Linked DNA regions of Drosophila melanogaster: region 2 is linked to region 1. Evidence: chromatin contacts called from public targeted proximity ligation data. All regions are on one chromosome and are shown on one strand. The core of a region is the stretch at or near the end of the contact, and the rest is flanking DNA. Distances in the headings are between cores, read along the strand shown.

Evidence for each region.
Region 2: a targeted proximity ligation map of the Kc167 cell line shows a contact between it and region 1, with 5 times the contacts expected there. A contact is called at or near these places in 5 of 107 Hi-C or Micro-C datasets (the Kc167 cell line, the S2 cell line, embryo and 2 more) and 3 of 7 datasets of targeted methods (the Kc167 cell line and the S2 cell line).

What each region holds. Positions count from the first base shown.
Region 1 is chr2L:6,096,920-6,100,614 of dm6, forward strand. CG9175 reads right to left here and starts at 2,047. Exons shown (of 5, transcript NM_164681.3): 1 at 2,014-2,047; 2 at 1,637-1,918; 3 at 625-1,572; 4 at 392-554; 5 at 1-334. The coding sequence starts at 1,777. The coding sequence ends at 249. stai (stathmin) reads left to right here and starts at 3,458. Exons shown (of 7, transcript NM_164682.3): 1 at 3,458-3,630.
Region 2 is chr2L:6,290,494-6,294,129 of dm6, forward strand. It overlaps Ddr (Discoidin domain receptor), which reads left to right. Exons shown (of 17, transcript NM_001298737.1): 5 at 51-198; 6 at 513-692; 7 at 752-885; 8 at 2,992-3,199. Among named protein-coding and RNA genes, the nearest start is that of CG43922, 16 kb to the right of the region's middle.

The DNA of each region.
Region 1 (3,695 bases), core at 797-3,296:
CAAGGCTTCGTTTGCGGTGGCTAGAGAGATAAACAAATTATGATACAACTAAGCAAACATTGCAATTAGTATAAGAGATAAGGCAGCCGGCACAAACTATGCACTTAAACTAATTAACATGATGGAGGAGGGGTGGGACGACGCTGGGAGTGCTGGGGGGGGGAGGAGTTGTGGCTTATTGCAGAAAACTAAACCCTGTTTACAAACTAATAATGCAAATCGAATAACTCTCTTCTGGCCATTGAGCATCAGATGCCAATGTAGGAGCACAGCACGAACACGGCGAAAATCATGACAATCAGAAAGACGATGGCAATCCAGGCGGGGATTGTACCTAAAAAGAAGTTGGCAGTGAGATAATTTCCAATTTTACACCAATTTTATTGCTTACGTCTTTGGGACAGACTGTGGATGCAGACTTTGTTGTCCACCGAAATGGACAGAACGGCTGCCTCCGTGTCGCTGGAAATGGGCGGTCCCTCCTCGTTGGTAATAGGCAGGAACTGGAGGCCAGTTACGAACATGGAGTGTGCATGGGGAATGTGGAGCACGCGCTGCAAAACGTAAGCAAAGAATTGGAGTTAAGACTATTAACGTACACTTTGATTAGTTGCCTCTGCTCACCTGCAGACTGAATGCAATGTACATGGATACGCTGCCTGAGAACATCGTGCCGACGGCCACGAATCGACCATCATCCCGCACTGCCAGTGACGAGAGGCTTTCGTCAATGGCCACAGCCTGACGCAGTTGCCCGCTGGCACAGTCCCAGTGCTGCAGGAAGCCACGCTGCTTTCCCACCTTGCCCAGCGGATTGGCAATGGTAAAGAGGCGGTAGTTATCCTTTTGCGCCTCCACGGTTCCGTAGCGGCACCGTTTGAACAGGTACTTGGCCCCCTCGGGCGTTTTCCACTGCAGCTTGTGTTGCAGCTGGCCGCTGGCCAGGTCCCACACCAAGCCCTGTGCATCCTTGGAGATGCTGGCAATTAGCTTGCTGTCGGGACTGAAGTCCAGGTCATCGATCTCCTTGCTGTGTGCCGCCAGCTCGGCGGCCAGCGTCATCTGGGGGAACGTCCAGACGCGCAGTTTTCCGTCCGTGCCGCCAGTGGCCATCAGACGGCCATTACCGCTGATGCGCACCACGCGCTGCAGGGGCTCGGCGCCCTTGAGGAAGTCCGTCTGGATCACATCCGCCGCCTGGATGTCGAAATGCAGTCGCCGAAACTGACGCAATATGTCGGCGGTGGAAAGGGGTGGCCTGTGCCCGTTGGCCACTGGCTCCACGCCCGAGTGTGCGTTTCGCTGGCGCACGTTGCCGTTCTCGTGCGGCCGTTCCTCCGGAGCAGGCTTGCCGTCCCCGACGCCCACACCGTTTCCATTCCCATCCTCTTCGGATTGAACGCGCGGCTGGACGTAGTACATCTGACAGTGCGCCTCCTGGCCGGCGCACAGATAGCCCCTCCGGCCGCCATTGCGCACCGCGAAGTTCATCACCACATTGGCGCCGGTCTCATGGCGCAAAACCTCCTCCGCGCAGAAGTGGCTGCCGTTGTGGTACAGCTCATAGATCTCCTGGAAAGATCAATCGTCGATTAGAAACATCACAAGAATGCGGCGGAGCGAGCTGAGTTCATACAAAGCCGTTCGCCACTCCCGTTTTGCTGGAGCCACCGCCTCCGGCTACCAGAATGTGGCGGCTGGTTAGCATGTCCACGGCGTACAGCGGGAAGTTCACGCGGGCCAGCAGGCCGTCGCTGGGACGGCGGGTGTGGGCCATTATCAATAATATATCACAATCGACCGGACGCTGGGGGCGGAGGGATTGGGGCTGAGTGATTGACTCGAGTTTATCAGCTCTGGCCGCGGGGCAGGCACATCTAATTGGGTCTACCGCTGGCACACTCCGGCTGTTAACTGACTGGGAATTGTGGGTCGATTCAGTGGACGTTAATCATGGGAACTATTTTCTTATTGTGTTTTGGACTGAGAAAGTTGTCTTAAAAATCCACGTACACTGAATAGCGGTGGCAGGGCGAGGTATCGATACATCGATAGGCAGATTGGTGATTGGTGCCATAGCAGTCAGCTGTCTTCAGCTGATGAACAGGGCTGCCAGACTGGTGACGTGAGCAAACAGCTGATGGGCTGCAATGTTAACAGCTGGAAATATCAAAATATTCACAGCTGTTCTCTAATCGATAGGTAACTTTAAAAATTATCGCAATAAGCTTAATGTTTTTAAGTACATAATTGTTAACCATTTTTATATACATAAGAATTCAAGTATATTGCGATATTTATTTTGCAACGCGTATATTGCACCCAGTACGCTGCATAACGTGGCTTGTCTTCTTTACCTTGTACCTTAAGGTACAATATACCATGTACCCTGTTTGAAATGTTCAATGATCCACCTCATAACCAGTACCTACTGGTACCTACCTTTAAGAACGAGATAGGCTTAATTGTACTTGTAATAAAATTTTATTAAAAAGAAAGTAGACAAATTTCTCCCCTGCAACAACTTGAAAAAGGAATTCTTTTTTCCAAGTGAAATAAGAAATTATAATATTTCAGGATTGTCATTAATGCGGTGGAGCTCAGCAGTGGTCTTCCTGGTTCTTTGTTGTGACAAAATGACCTTCAATCGCTGGTGGGCGGCACAAAGGGGACTCCGAAGTCATATTTATATACTCCTTTACGTGGGAGTTATTTATGTATGTACATATATCAGACAAAGGTGTGAAACGTGTTGAACGAGTTATTGTTCAAATCTGCAGCATCTTAAATTCTCTATTAGGTGTTTCTTATTGCTATTTTCTGACTTTTGTCAACTCTGCGTTGATAACTTTATCAGATTTCAATTAAATTTCTCATCAATTTTGCCATAGATCGTATAGGCTGTATTTAAATTTAAATGGGCGTTAAAGTGAAAACTGTCTACTGTCTACGCACCTAAACTAGTTTTGTTATAATTATTTTCATAGTGCGTGAACAAGTTTTTCCGGCACTTTGATCAAATTTCACTTTTATCGAAGTCAAGGTGGCTTAAGTGATATGTCAATATTGTTAACCTGATTCAAGTGGATGTACGTATGTATGTATATTATTTATAATTATTAAATGAATAAAAAGCTTCAAAAAGGAAGACATAATCAAGTTCGTTGTCCTTGTGTTTCTTTTGAAGTGTCACAACACTCATTCGTATTTATTTGAAAAGTTTAGGATCTTACTTTTGGGATTCAACAGACTTTTTTGGGCGTACATAATAAATTCAAAATTGTCATTTGAATTATAACCGACAAAAGAAAACAAACAAAAGACGCACTGGCGCCATCTCTTTTCCACTCGCACAGCTTCCAGGTCAGCAACAACAACAAAGCCCAGCTGGTGCTCACCGATCGCGACGCCGCGTCGCTGCTTTCGTTTTCTTCTCTGCTTTCTGTTTCTTCCTTGCTCATTCGCTTAATTTTCGCCGACGCGATCACAACTGTAAAAAACAACTGCCGAAGTTCTCGCACCGTATTTTAACTGTTAACAATTCAAAAGTGTCCAGTGTGTCTATCGTTATTTGAATGCTATTATTAACTGTACATGTGCTAACTTATTTCATTGGAAAGCAATCTACAGGTGAGTGGCCTCTGAACCTCGAGTGCAATCTGGTTTGATCCAGTGCAAGATCCCTTTTTTCGCCA
Region 2 (3,636 bases), core at 103-2,602, 190 kb after region 1:
ATTTGTAATGCCTGCCCCAATTGGGCCCCAACTCCCTTCTCTCGTTCCAGGTGCTGCCCGGCAACATAAACACCTACAGCGAGGTGGAGAACGTGCTCCAGCCCAGCGTCTTTGCGTCCAAGGTGCGACTCTATCCCTACAGCCAGTACGATCGCACCGTCTGCCTGCGCGCCGAGATCGTCGGCTGTGCCTGGGAAGGTAGGTGCCCATTCGCTTGCCATGAGTTATGCCCCCAACCCCGACCCCACTCCCACACCATAGGAACCTGGAACCCCTGACCCCTATATCGCCCCATTCGATCTTACTCGTGGCCTGAGGCCTTAGCTGCAATGTAATGAAAGTCGGACAGAAAATAAATTATTACGAGTCCGAAGACTAAAAGTACTAGTTCAAAAATTAAGTTTGGCGATGGGAAAGTACACTTTCAATTCCCGTAAAATGATAATCTGAGCATTAATTTTCTGCGAATATTTATATATTTTTATTAAAATATATTTATTTCCCTTTTGCAGAGGGAATTGTATCGTACAGTATTCCCAAGGGCATGCAGAGGGGCATGGACATCGATCTGTCGGACAAAACCTACGATGGATACGAGGAGGGTGATCATTATGTCAACGGTTTGGGCCAACTTGTTGATGGTCAGCGGGGCAAGGACAACTTTCGAGCCGATATTAATGGCCTTGGCAAAGGTACGATTGTCGAAGCATTTTAAAGTTCAATTCTTTTGAAAATTGTAACACTTTGTCAGGTTACGAATGGATTGGCTGGCGAAACGACACTTTGCTCGGGCGTCCAGTTGAAATCATATTCGAGTTTGAGACAGTTCGGAATTTAAGTGCTGTTATCATACACACCAACAACATGTTTTCCAAAGATGTTCAGGTAAATAAAAAGTTAAACACAAAAACCAACTAAAATCAAGCTTTTTCCGTAAGCCCTTAAATCAATGATTAAACACATCTTAAGGTAATCTTGCTTGCCCTACTTAATTTTTTATTTTACTTGTTAACTAGTGCTATTCACTTAATCACCACATCTACAAAATTCCGTTGAAGTAAATCGTAAAAGCAAAAACGCAATGGGTTGCCTGGAACCACAAATGGGGGTCCCTCGCCAGACAAACTGGCGGCGAAATGAGCAAATAAGAGCTAAACATTTCCAGCAACTTCCACCCAAAGCAATAATAATAAAAAAATCGAAAAAAAACGCTTTTTATAAACAAACCGAAGACGCAATCGAACCTAAACAAACTAAAATTGATATGGGGAGCTCTTGGGGTCCGACTCGGAGTACTTACGAGTATGGAATGGAGGGGAATCGCGGGGTATCCAGTGCACCCATTATCAAGTCATTTCCTTACTCACTGCAGTCTCTTTATCGAAAGTAAACAAACAGCGTGAGTGCGTATATATAAATAAAAGTGCACATACATATATCTTTATCTGAACTCTGGATGCCATGTAAACAAATAGCTATGCCACAAAAATGATTGTACAGTGTTTACTTTTTTCGAACACTCCCACCTTGTTCAAGGAACGCCATAAACATTTTTCGTTAATCTCTCAAGTTTTTAAAAATACCTTTTAAAGAACATATTGCTATTTAACTATATATTGTTATACCTATTTAATTAAGATGGCTACGACTGCATACCCGTTTAATCTGGACAGTATATTTGTTATGCATTTTGGTGGGATGAGAGCTGCTCATTACTAATGCTGAGGGCAAAGTCAAACAAACAGACCTCAAAGTGAATGGGAAAAAAGTCCTTAATCTTGGCCAGACCACTGACCACGATGTGCGGTTGGGCTGGCTTGTCTTTTGATCCAACAGGTGGTGTGTGGAGGGCCACACGCGTCTCATAATTAAAACGCACTCAGTGTAATTTTGAGGCTTATCAATGCGTCATAAATGGCATTTCCACTATTTACGACACGACCGCAAAGTGGCCAACGTTGATCTGCTGAGAAGCTCACTTCGTAATTTCATGACTAATGGGTCGTTTGATAGCGAAGACTGGTCCAACCGAATGATAATGGTAATGAAAAGTCGTAAAAATGAAAATCATAACAGCCGACGACATAGAGGCTCTGTAAATTACGGGGCAACCGAAACCAGAATTGAGCGGCTAATGGGGTCTTGAGTGCCTCCATGCCTCCAGGTGAATCTAAGAAACTCCATCTGCGCCCCAAGTGGCGGCATCAAATCCGAGATTTGTGGTAATTGAAATTTTATATGCCGCTTTAAAGCTGCTGCCAATTGGCTGTAAAGTTTGCGGTTTATTAAGGAACGGAACTCCAATAATTAGATTTTTTTCCGAAATTTATACACCTTAGCATATAAATGTGATACAAAGATTAAGATGCTAACACATATTGTAATTATAAACATATTCTTGATCATTCTTGATGTTAATTTGATTTGAAGTGTTCAACTTGTCTTGGATGTCAAGGTGGTGGCTTATTGATTTACGGTACTTATATTTCTTAAACAATTTTAGCTTTAGCTTTGAGACATTAGATGTACAACTCATTAGCCATTCTTAGGTGCAAACTACAACTCACACAACACTCTACATCCGGCTGTCCAAAAATAGGCGATACTACCAGTCCAAGCCATTTAAGAAGTTGAGGTGTTTTTGTTTGACTATACTACAAGTCGCTTTCACAACTGACCATAACCAATTTTGTGACTCTAACCAAAATTGGCGGTAGGGCATAAGATTACAAATACTAATTGTATACGAATCAAAGTTCACACAATCGAAAAAAGGTGTGTGCACCAACACCTGTCCATGCATTTGCTGATTACGATGGTTGAATATTAATTAATACAACTATGTATCTGAACTCTGTATAAATTATCTGGGAAAGCCGCGAGCAAGAATTAATTGGTTTCGTGTAACAATTCTTTGAACGCAAAACCCATTCAAAGATTTGTTCATTTTGCTCCCTTACTATAATCCGTCGATCCGTTTCCTTATTTCAGGTTTTCGTCCATGCCAAAGTGTTTTTCAGCATTGGCGGCCGCCACTTCTCTGGAGAGCCGGTGCAGTTTTCCTATATGCCCGATCTGGTTTTGGATCATGCACGCGATGTGACAATCAAGTTGCATCATCGTCTGGGGCGCTACGTGCAGTTGCATCTATACTTTGCCGCCCGCTGGATGATGATAAGCGAGATAACGTTCATATCAGGTAAGCAAAGTCAATCAAACTAAAAGGGTAAAAGCTAACATATGACTAGATTATGAATATACTTAACTGCAATTGCTATTCTTTAAAGTAGCTTAGTTTAATCATGAGTATACATAACATAATCTTTAACAGCATCGAGCTATTACAAATTAAGTCTTGAAAGTGTGTGTTTGTAGTTTGAAATCCTGCATCCTTTGAGCGCCGCTAAAAGTATACTGAATGTTAAGCCCTCAAAATGGCAAAAACAACAAGGTACGTGAGGGCCAACGGTGGCAAAGTCAAACATAAACTGCGGCAGCAACAAACACAGCTCTCATCCATTGAAAATTCCCACTGACACTAAAAATCGCTGCGCATTTAATTAAAAACGAGCTTGCAGACTCGATCAAGAAGGGCTCGACTCTCGCTCAATGGCGCAAAATTTATTACCAACCGTG